Regions from separate parts of the Danio rerio genome. Here region 1 is linked to region 2. The links are chromatin contacts, called in public Hi-C maps. All regions are on one chromosome and are shown on one strand. The core of a region is the stretch at or near the end of the contact, and the rest is flanking DNA. Distances in the headings are between cores, read along the strand shown.

Region 1 (5,855 bases), core at 2,731-5,230, 70 kb after region 2:
TATATAAAGAAATTCATGTGCAGACACTATATGGTCAACAAAACTCATTTCAAGCCATCTAACTTTAAACCGAATGGATTTTAATATCATGAAAGCCATAAATCCAGCCAAGTGTGTCCAAACTTTTGACTGGCAGTTTAAACGCAAGTCCATAAAATGAAGCATTTTAGACACATGTTGCGCTGCATTCAAATTTATTGCATTTCCAGTATTGATCTCTCCGGTGGGTGATGAATTTTAGATAAAGCGTGACATAACAGCAGAACTATTTCCCCATCTATCTGCTCTTGCTGGCACGCACTCACACAAATATAAATCACGTCCGCCGGTTCTGCATGCTGATAGTGCAGCAGGGCCGCTGGAAACGGTTCCGTTTTAAAAAGCTCTGAAACGGCCCAGAAGGCTATTCAGCGGCGCTCGTATTACCTCTGCCACGGCCAACAAAAGTCTCTGCATCATTCCAGCCCAACATTAGTTCTCAGCATGTTTTGATGTAGAATCAATCCGGAGAGAAAACGCAGAGTGGAAATTCAAATTTGCACAAAAATGGACAATATATCAGCCAATTAATCGACCTGGCTGACATATCAGTGCCAACTAAATGGAAATGTCTCATAAGCGAGCCTTAACTCGAAGCTGAACACACTGAGGAAACAATGTCCCAGATATAGGAGCCTTTATAGAAAGCACACAGCAACACGGAACAGAAAGACTTTAGTGATTTTTTGGTAAATATGAAGCGTTTATGAACCATACAAGAAAACTATTATACTGTATATATTACACTTACAACCCTTTATAAATGAATGCTACAGCATATGTAAGTACAGTGAACTAAGAAACTAATAAATATTATACTACACTTTAGTTTACCTACAGCACACTGGTGTAATATAATATACCCTATAGTTGTAGGGTTTATTTGTAAAAAGTACCATTGGGTCATTTGTTTATATTACTGTTAGTTGTTGTGTTACCATAGCAAATACATAATTACCACAACATGTTAATTCAAGTACTTCACTATAGTTTAGTTCAAAAACACTGTACTATTTACTATACCTGACAAAAGTCTTGTCGCCTATCCAAGTTTTAGGAATAACTAATAATAATTTGTCTTTAAGTGGATCTCTGCAATGACTCAAATAACTTATAAATAAAGTAATCTAAAACGGCAAAGAAAGTGTTCTTGCAGGACTCCCAGAGTTCATCAAGATTCTTTAGATTCATCTTCAATGCCTCCTCCATCTTACTCCAGACATGCTCAATAATGTTCATGTCTGATGACTGGGCTGGCCAGTCCTGGAGCTCATTGACCTTGTTTGCTTTCAGGAACTTAGATGTGGAGGCTGAAGTATGAGAAGGAGTGCTATCCTGCTGGAAACTTTGCCCTCTCCTGTGGTTTGTAATGTAATGGGCAGCACAAATGTCTTGATTCCTCAGGCTGTTGACCTTAACAGATCTCTTGCACACCCCCATACTGAATGTAACCCCAAACCATGATTTTTCCTTCACCTAATTTGACTGATTTCTGTCAGAATCTTGGGTCTATGCGGGTTCCAATAGGTCTTCAGCAGTATTTGTGATGATTGGGATGCAGTTCAACAGATGATTCATCTGAACAAAGTTAATATTTGTTGCTCTTACAACTGGGATCGACAAAAAGACTTTTGTCAGGTAGTGTAGCATTTTTTACGTGGGAGAACAATTTTAGATTTGTGCATTAAATATGACACTGATTGAGTTTAGCAATATATTGCCTCAGTGTACACACATCCCAGCAATAGAGAGGTTTAATTAAGCTGAAATAGTTTAGGTAGTCGGCATGTTGTGTTTATGGTCTCCCTAAAGGAAATGCTGAATGAAAAACTTAAGGCGGGACACCTGCAGCTCATTTTCTCTTCAAAGCTGTTGAGACTTAAGGCATGTTTACACAACAAAGATGTAATGAAAATGAAAAGCTTTTGCTTAGAGTTTTTGAAAGGTTTGCATACAGATGACAATGTTGTCAAAATGACCCTCATCTGCACTGATCTGCAAAAACAATGGAAAATGAGTTACTAGGCAGGCCAAGACTGTAGATTTAGCGTTTTCAGGCCCTCAAAATACTGTTGTGATTGTGTGACAATAATGTGCAAAATACATAAATGGGTTTAGTTGAAAATGGTGCTGTGTAAATAACTCTTAGTAAGATTTTAAAATCTACTTTTTAAAGAATATTTCAGCTACAAAATAAAGATACGAGATTATCTAAAAGGCAAAAGGCCAGAGTGAGTGAGTTTGGGGCCAGTTGATGGACCTCCCACATGAACCAACAAGTCACTGTTTTTATTAGGTCACTGGGTTTTTGTTGGATCTATACTATTGTAAGATCCTATATATTAGCAATATTCCATCAAATTTAGGAAAATTTGTCACTGCAAGCAGGGCCGGATTAACATAATGGCTAGGTGAGGCTGAAGCCCCAGGGCCCGTGGAAAAAAGGGGCCCTTGATTAGCTGAAGAATTAATTTGTGCTATGACACCGGGAAACTCCTCTTTGCGTTTTGCTTTTGCTTGTCGATAATGTAAAGTATTCGGTTTGCAACTGTGAGGGCAATGCTACACACTGATTTACACTCGTACACTACGGACAATTTAGTCTACCCAATTCACCTGTACCACATGTCTTTGGACTGTGGGGGAAACCGGAGGACCTGAAGGAATCCAACGCAAACGCAGGGAGAACATGCAAACTCCACACAGAAACGCTAACTGACCCAGCTGAGGCTCGAACCAACGACCTTCTTGCTGTAAGGCAACACTGAAGTTAAAATATTTTTAATAATTCTTTTAGCTCATTTAAAGAATGGCATAAAACATTTGCTTGTGAAAGAAACTTAAATGTGTTGAATAAACATTTATTCATTCTCCTTCGGCTGAAGCCTGGTTTATACATCTGCGCCGAGTGATCGGCGTGACCCACTGCATATGCGTCAGCCATTGTGAGGGCTATGCGACCGCGCGGAGGCTGCACTGAAGCATACTCGTGCGTTTGACGCACAAGTATATATCGGCCTTTAGTCCCTTATTCATCAGGTGTCATCACAGCAGAATGAACCGCCAACTATTCCAGCATATGTTTTACACAGCGGATGACATTCCAGCAGCAACCCAGTACTGGGAAACAGGCATACACTCATATTCACACACACACAATGCATGTCTTTGGACTGTGGGGTAAAGCGGAGCACCCGGAGGAAACACACACCAACACCGGGAAGAACATGCAAACTCCACACAGAAATGCCAACTGACCCAGCTAGGACTTGAATCAGCGACCTTCATGGTGTGAGGCGACAGTGCTAACCACTGAGCCACCTTGCCACCCCAGTGGTGAGTCCATTGTACACAAACTTGACATAAATTTTTGTTTTGTTTTTGGTAAAACACTGAAAATGCAGAGGCAAGGCAAGTAGTTTATGCAGCATGCTTGAGTATTTAAGCTCAAATCTGGAAGTGGGTGTTTGAGTGCTGTTGTGTTTTTGTGGTTGTGTTGTTATTCTTGATATCAGCGGGATTGTGATGAGCTTTTGGCTCATAATGGCTTAATGTTCTTGCATTCCCTCGGCAGGAGCTCATTGTTATATAAGCTCTCTCATGTTAGCGCACTCTCATTCTATACCACCAATCTGTGTGTATATGAGTATGTGTATGTATAGATGTGTCTGTGTGTAATCCCAGAGTGTGTCCATGTGTGTATATGTTGTCTGGAGCAGATTGCGCACGGCATGTGGCGGATGTAGCAGGGCTCAATGCGGCGGAGGTTCAACAAAGCCTCTCCGCCTGCTGCAGCCGCGGTATGTGTGTGTGGGTGCATGTGTGTGTGTGTATTAGTCCTCATCGGTCTAACGAGGGGCAAAATGTAATGGGTGTCCCTTGGTTCAACCCGGCAGCTGTTTGCCATCCGTCGCTTGTACACATATCCCGCTGTGACGCTGGACACTCGGCTCTTTCTGAAATCTGTGTTCGGCGAGTGCGTGTGACTGTCCAGTGCTCTGTACTGGATACAGCTGTGATCCTCTAAGCTCAGACACATCGATTGGCTCATTCTGGTATAGTTTCACTAGACTGGCAACGCCAGCGCGTTATAATTTCCATTGGGCTGTCGCATCTGCCATGACCCCATTTACATCAAACAGCCACAATTTGAAATGACCGATTTAAAAATAGCCACTCTCAGTGCTGTCAAAAGAGCTCCAAAAAAAGGAAACGGTAAATAGATGTGCATTCGCAGAAAGATACAGCACAGTTCGGAAGGGGGAGAAAATGAATAAGGCTTTTAATATGTAAATGAACACAGGAAGTCGACCGATTCGATTTTAATATACTAAATCGAAACCATATCTGCGCTAAAATGAATATGTTGTAGAAAGGATTTTTCAGACATAGCTAGTAAATTTCATGAACTAAATTTAAAGTAACACACTGAATTAAATGTCAAATTTAGCATGTTTACACAACAACTATAAACTAAACTTTCATTGCTTTTTTGAAAAGTTTTATATGAATATTGTTGTTTAAATGGCCCCTTTTCAAATGGATCAGTGGAAATTACTAATGCTGGGTTCACTCAAAAATGTGTAATTTACCTGTGCTAAAGTCAGTGCAAAAGTGAGAATAGAGGAGAATTATCGGTACACGGCAGGAAAGACGCAGAATATGCTATCACTCCAAGTGCGGACTGCAAGACTGGGGGATAACTTGTAATAAGTTAGAGGCATAACTTGCAGTTATCGAGAACCCGTTGAACCATACGAGATGTCACAACGAGATGTTGTTGGCAAGATGACAGAAATACCTATGCGAGAACATTTCAACCTAAGGCTCATTTTGATAACGTACCCATACATTTCTGCAGAGCACCAAGTACGTCCCAGGAACTTTTTTTTTTTTTTGCAGATTTTGCAAATCCACCAGAGGCCGCTGTGTACGCTTAATGAGATCTCAAATTTCTCTTGAGAGTGCCATTCGTGCCTGCTCTTCCGATCCCCCCATCATCCTTTCTTAAACCAATCCGATAGTGTTCTAAAAAGCATAGATTGACCAGCAAAGTTAGCCTACTCTGTGTCGCCCCCTGTGGTTGCAAATAACAGTACAATGGTGAGAGCGTCAACTATGAAAGCCTCCGCAACTTGCAGCTGTATATTAATAACTATGTTGGTTGGGTTTAAGTTTGGGGAAGGTTTAGACGTTAATAACTATGATGGTTGGGTTTAGGATTGGGGCACGTGTAGACTTTAATAACTGTGATGGTTGGGTTTAGGTTTGGGGTTGGTGTAGATGTTAATAACTATGATGGTTGGGTTTAGGGTTGTGGTAGATGTAAACGTTAATAACTATGATGGTTGGCTTCAGAGTTGTAGTAGGTATAGACGTTAATATCTGTGATGGTTGGGTTTAGGGTTGAGGCATGTGTAGACTTTAATAACTGTGATGGTTGGGTTTAGGTTTGGGGTTGGTGTAGATGTTAATAACTATGATGGTTGGGTTTAGGGTTGGAGTAGGTATAGACGTTAATATCTGTGATGGTTGGGTTTAGGGTTGGGGCAGGAGACGTTAATAACTGTGATGGTTGGATTTAGGGTTGTGGTAGGTATAGACATCGATAATTTTGATGGTAGGTTTTAGATGTGGAGTAGGTGTAGATGTTAATAAATAATGGATACAGTGCAACAACATAGTTTTGACATATGGTTCTCCAAAACTTTAAGTAACGTCTCTACTACAAGTTATGCCCCTATATGCTATGCCAATGTCTTGCAGTCCGCAGACAAACCCTGCTCTATGTGTTTGCTATGTATGTGAAATTTACC
Region 2 (5,664 bases), core at 2,812-5,311:
TCAGCATACTGTCTTCCAAGGTGTTCATTTATTATATAAAGAAAAGATTCACGCAGCTTCTCCTACCGCAGCAAATTCCTTTTTTTTTTATATTTTGCGCCAGTTAATCAGGAAGTGACTGTTTTGTTCTCTTTGACTTGTTGGATGGAAACGCGCATCTTTTATGCGGTATTCCACTTTTGCATATAAATTTAATTCACATTTTTGGATGGAAAAATAGCTAGTGAAGTAGGTGAACTGTCACTGACCAAACACATGCCATTTGAAATACATGCACAGTACTGTAAAGTCATAGACAGGCAGGAAGGAAAATTATGACTTAAAGCAAAAACACAGCCCAATTACTTGGTACTTCCCTTACAGATGTCTGTGGGCTTACATCACTGCAGAGTTTCTTGTGACAGTGTGAATGAAACCAGGAAAATGGCCCTAGGGGAAAAGAATCAGTTCCAGGGGGGCCTGCCCTGTGGCAAGTTTTTATAACAACCTGGTGTAAATCCCCCTCATGTCTCCAGATATGTATAAAAAGAACAGAAAAAGGCCTTTGTATGACTAGTACTCAATTTGTGAAGCTTTCGTAAGCCATATGATACTTGTGTTTCAAAATCTTTTGTTGGAATTTTCAAATCTTACATAAACCTAATGACTATGGGCTAGTACAGGGGTGCTTAACCCTGTTCCTGAAGATCTACCTTCCTGCAGAGTTCAGCTCAAACACACATGAACCAATTAATTAGGACCTGAACAGCACTTGATAACTACAGGCAAGTGTGTTTGATATGGGTTGCAACTGAAATCTGCAGGACAGTAGATCTCCAGGAACAGGGTCGAGCACCTCGGAGCTAGTAAGTTTTAAGTGGGTTTGGACTGATGTAGTATGGAAAGTGTTAGCAGAGTAGCGGTTTGGAAAAATATGAAGGTGCGTAAATTGACTTTTTTGCGCTTCATTTAGTTTGGAAAAAAACTTTCTGTATTTTTATTTGCTTTACATTTTTATTTTTCACTCGGCCATCACCCGCTTCAGCTCAAGTGATTTTAATTTCCCTTTATTTTGCCATGCTCATTAGTGAACGCTGTAGCAGTGCTGCTCCCCAACCCATCCGTTAGAGCAGGTCGACACCAGTGCGAGGAGCTTCCCCGCTCCCGGGACACTGGGAATGGGTCATGAATGCATTCCCTTTGTAACAGCCTCTTTGGCTGTGGTGCACTTCCAAGACTTAACTGTGTTGTGTGTTTTTCTCTCTCTCCCTTTCCTCTCATCTCTCTCTCCTCCTCCTCATGCTCTCTTCATTTCCTCTGGCTATCTGTTTCTTCACTCCACTTCCATCTCGGCCTCTGTGTCGCTCTCTTTTATCTCCCACACTCCCTTCATCTTTTTTCCCCCCCTCTCTCTGACCCCACCTCCCTTTCGTCATTCCTCCATCGTCCTCTTCCTCTTGCTCCCTCTAGCAACAGCTGCAGGCCCAGCACCTTTCTCAGCATGCTGCCCAGGGGTTACCCATGGCCCCTCACCCCTCCGGTTTGCCTCACCCAGGATTGGCTTTGGGGGGCGGCTCCGGGCTGCTGGCCCTTTCTGGAGCTCTCGGGGCCCAGTTGGCCTCTAAAGACGAGCGAGCCCATTTGGAGGCCGTGGCAGCGGCGGCCGCAGCAGAGCACCACAGAGGTATAACAAATAAAATCGTACTGACAATTTACCTTAACATAGTGCAGTTATAATAGATGATTGCTGGGATTGCATTATGGAATCAAATTTTCAGAGTGAGCACACAATGCCAAGAACAGTTGTTGTCCAATTAATGCACAAGTGTCCAGTCCTGCACCTGGTGGGCAAACGTCCTGCAAAATTTAGCTTTAACACACTTACCTGGAAATTTGTTGCGACCATGGCCCTTCGGGAGCAAGAATGGACACAGCTGAATTGATTTTATACATGTATGCTAGCCAAAGCTGTAGTGTTAACTTTGGAAGGCTTGTTGCAAAAGTTTCAGTCTCATTTCAGTGAAATTTCTTGTGAATTTCTGTGGAAAGTTTAGCAATACTTGCTGCAGAGTTCACTCTAAAGTCACTTTTAGGCCCAATCCCAATTCTATTCCTTAGACCTTCCCCTTACCCCTACATTCATAACGCAGTTCGTGTTTTACCATAATGCAAAAAAAAAAAAAAAAAAAAACGCTAAAATAAAAACCGCAAAATTTCGCTGTCCATAAACCATAATAATAACTCCTGTATAGCAGTTCCAAAACATTCTGTCACTCGAATACCCTGTCAGAAAAGTATATTGGCTGGGAATGAGCTTTTCACAGCTGCTATAATTTTAATGTTGTTTTCATGAGTTTACATTGATGAATATATCCACATTGTAAATACACAGTACAGCTACAATCTTATTGCCACATTATATTGTTATGATAGATTTGTATTGTTGCCTTCAGGGATTTTCTGAAGATAAATACCCAAAAAACGCAACTTTAATAACTACAACAGTCGTGATTGTCTATCTCATATGTAGAAAGAGATCGTGATGACATATGATGACGTGTGCAGGTGCTGTAGTGCTGTACTATTTCTTACATTTAGAACCCTTTTCTTACATTTCGAAGCCCTTACTCTTCACACTCTGTTTCACGGGCCAAGGGGAAGGGGTAGGGGTACACAAATTTAATTGGGATTGGGCCTTAAACTCAGCAGCTTTTTATTAGTCACCACGACAAAACTGCATGACCTAAATGTGAGCAAAATCTGCCAACATAAAATTTTTGCCCTTACATACCATACTGTCAGTACTCGCGTAACATCAACAAGGCAACATATGCTGTTATGTAAACTCTACTCCTAAATGCCAACCAGTTAATCTTTAAAGTTCTTGTTTAGACCCTTTTCACATTTCTGGTTTCCTCCATGACGGAACTCTCCATAGTTGGGTAACCTTAGAGAGCTGTGAATGGGACAGTATCACAAATACATTTTTTGCATTACAATTAGCTTCAATAACAAAAGAAAAACTCCATGATAGTGTTATTTAAAAAAAGTGTGAGACTGATAAAGGCAGCCAGAGCAGAGAAACTATGCCAACTTTACTGTCCTGTCCATAGATGCTGCATTAGAAAGGCCATGCATAAGCATTAACTATTTTTTTGTAGCAAGATGATGTAATACAAAGTATAAATTCATAATACATACATTTTAAAACAAATCTAAGTAGCTGAGACGACATCACTGTCTTGTGAAAAGGGTCCACTTCAACAATAGGACATGACAGGGTGGGAAGTGAAGGATTGTGCTTGGTATGATTAGCAGTGGGCTAATTCAAAGCGTTGTTTTGTCTGTTGTAGTGTCAGTTTTGTCTGACTGTCATAATCACATTGTTTGTTTTTTGCTTTGTTTTGACTGGCCGCGGGGACGTTTACCTGCTCTTCCCATGATCCCCATAGACCGTGAACCTGGACCAGTGAGTATCTGTAGTATCTGTCTTTTATCCCTCTCTCTCTGTCTCTCACTCTGATTCTTTCTAGTTGAGTTCTCCTCAGTGCAGACTGTCATGCATTAGGCTTCTCTATTGCCTGTGGGTCCAGCAGTTATGGAGCTGATTTGATTTATCCCTCGTTTCCTACATCATTATCTCTTTCTTCTCGCTGACACACACACACACACACACACATACATACACGCACATCCTCTGTCTCTCACTCCAGCATTCTTCCTTTCCACTCTCATTTTCTCATCTTACTCCTCTTTTCCCAGAGTTCACTCTCAAACGGAGACAAAGGGAGGTCTTCAGACTACCTCAGCAATGGAAAAAAGAGAAAAGCAGATGAGAAGGAGTTTATGACCGACTATGTAAGCGTTCTTCCCGTGTTAAATTTGCATCCTTTTATGAATCATGATTTAAGAACACACACAACTTTGAAGCATTTTCTCTTTCAGGGCAGCGACGCGGAAAAGAGTGATGACAATTTGGTTGTTGATGAGGTTGGTTTGTGTTAAAGAGAGAACTCCAAAACAAGGTTACTCGTGTCTTTCCCTGATTAATCCATCATGTGCTTTGTGTTCCCTCAGGACCCTTCTTCGCCAAGAAGCGTGCAGTCGTACTCCTCAAGAGAGAACGGATTAGATAAACTTCCCCCTTCCCGTAAGGAGCCTCTGCCCCAGGCCAGTCCGACCTCGCTGGCTTCCTCCAGCAGTGCTGCTTCCCCTTCACGCAGCAAGGAGCCTCCACCGGTACATATATATTACTCAGAAATGCTTGCAAATGTGTTCTTTTTCTAAATGAGCAGTGCATTTGTATAATATTAGTCCCTCCAGGATTTCACAAAAATATCGAATGTTTTCGACTAGGTGGAGTTATTGCTAAATTTGCTGCAAATTTTGCACTATTTCTTTTTTGCTTTTGAAAATACACAAATGTGCATGTCTTCTTTATCATTTTTTACATCGAGAATCATTGATCACTGAGATTTCTATAAAAGAATCAGAGAAACTATTCTTAATCTAACAAATATTTGACAATGAAACCAAATGAGCCAGTTTCTGTGCCCGACGATTGGGTTGTTGTGGTCGTAACCTTCGATCACCACCATTTCCACTATGCACCGGCTCCTTACGGCTCCCCTGCAGATCTCGGATACAAGTGGAGGAAAAGAGTTTTCTTTGCAAGGTGGGAGGGCGCACCTTTATAGGAGCTCTGCCACACTGGAGGAGCTCGGAGTAGAGCCGCTGCTTCTCCACATGGAGAGGAGTCAGATGAGGTGGCGTTTTAAATCTGTTTCAGATGCCTTCTGGACGCCAACCTAGGGAGGTGTTCCAGGCATTTCCAACTGGGAGGAGTCTCTATGACTCTTGGCTGGCCTGGGAACGCCACAGGATCGCCCCGGAAGTGTCTGGGGAGAGAGAAGTCTGGGGTTCTCTGCTGCCTTTACGACCCGGAGGCGGAAAAGTGGATGAAAATAAATTAATGAATGAAACCAATTGTTTGAAAATAAATACTAATTTAGTTTATCGATTATTTGAATGCGTTGATGGAATAAATTGTGTGTGTGTGTTGAAGATAAGGCTACAACAGATGAGTTTATACTATATATATATATATATATATATATATATATATATATATATATATATATATATATATAGAGTAGATTAGCAGTTTAGTTCAAACAGGTTTTGAATGCATGTTGCGAAACACACCTTGTGAAAAGCGTCCTGAATGCCCAAAATATGCTGGAAAATCTGCAGCAATTTTACAAAAATTTGCTTGAGTTTGCCTTAAATTCTTTGTGGAATTTTCGAAATCCTGGATGGTCTGTAATTTCAAACAACCCTTTTACAAACTCTAGAGTCCTGCAATGCCCTTCATTTGCCGGAGTGTCTTCCTCCAGCAAAAAGCAAACTCTCTTTTATATCAAAGCTTGTTCCTCGAATAAAATTGTTAGAATTGTAAAACTGGCACGCCAGGAATTTGAACAGTCCTAAATGGCAAAGATATGCAGCAATTTTACAAAAATTAGCTTGAGTTCGCCTACAATTCTTTGTGAAATTTCAAAATCCTGGATGGTCTATAACATCAAACAAGTTTTCCCTCCCCCAAACTGTAGATTCTTGCAATGTCTTTCATTTACCAAAGTGTCTTTCTCCAGCAAAAAACAAACTCTCTTCTATATCAAAGCT

The links. A called contact is a pair of places that touch in the nucleus more often than the background predicts.
Region 1: a Hi-C map of embryo shows a contact between it and region 2, with 2.0 times the contacts expected there. The contact joins two enhancer-like sites. A contact is called at or near these places in 3 of 18 Hi-C or Micro-C datasets (caudal fin, embryo and an unstated tissue).

What each region holds. Positions count from the first base shown.
Region 1 is chr22:21,576,676-21,582,530 of GRCz12tu, forward strand. The region is part of intron 10 of tle2b (TLE family member 2, transcriptional corepressor b); the gene reads right to left. Among named protein-coding and RNA genes, the nearest start is that of tle2b, 60 kb to the right of the region's middle. Within about 2 kb of position 3,981, at least 10 of the 62 cell types and tissues checked have an H3K27ac peak or open chromatin away from gene starts, as enhancers often do.
Region 2 is chr22:21,506,835-21,512,498 of GRCz12tu, forward strand. tle2a (TLE family member 2, transcriptional corepressor a) reads left to right here. Exons shown (of 20, transcript NM_001130604.2): 7 at 1,450-1,663; 8 at 3,387-3,448; 9 at 3,742-3,837; 10 at 3,925-3,969; 11 at 4,057-4,218. Among named protein-coding and RNA genes, the nearest start is that of tle2a, 40 kb to the left of the region's middle. Within about 2 kb of position 4,062, at least 4 of the 62 cell types and tissues checked have an H3K27ac peak or open chromatin away from gene starts, as enhancers often do.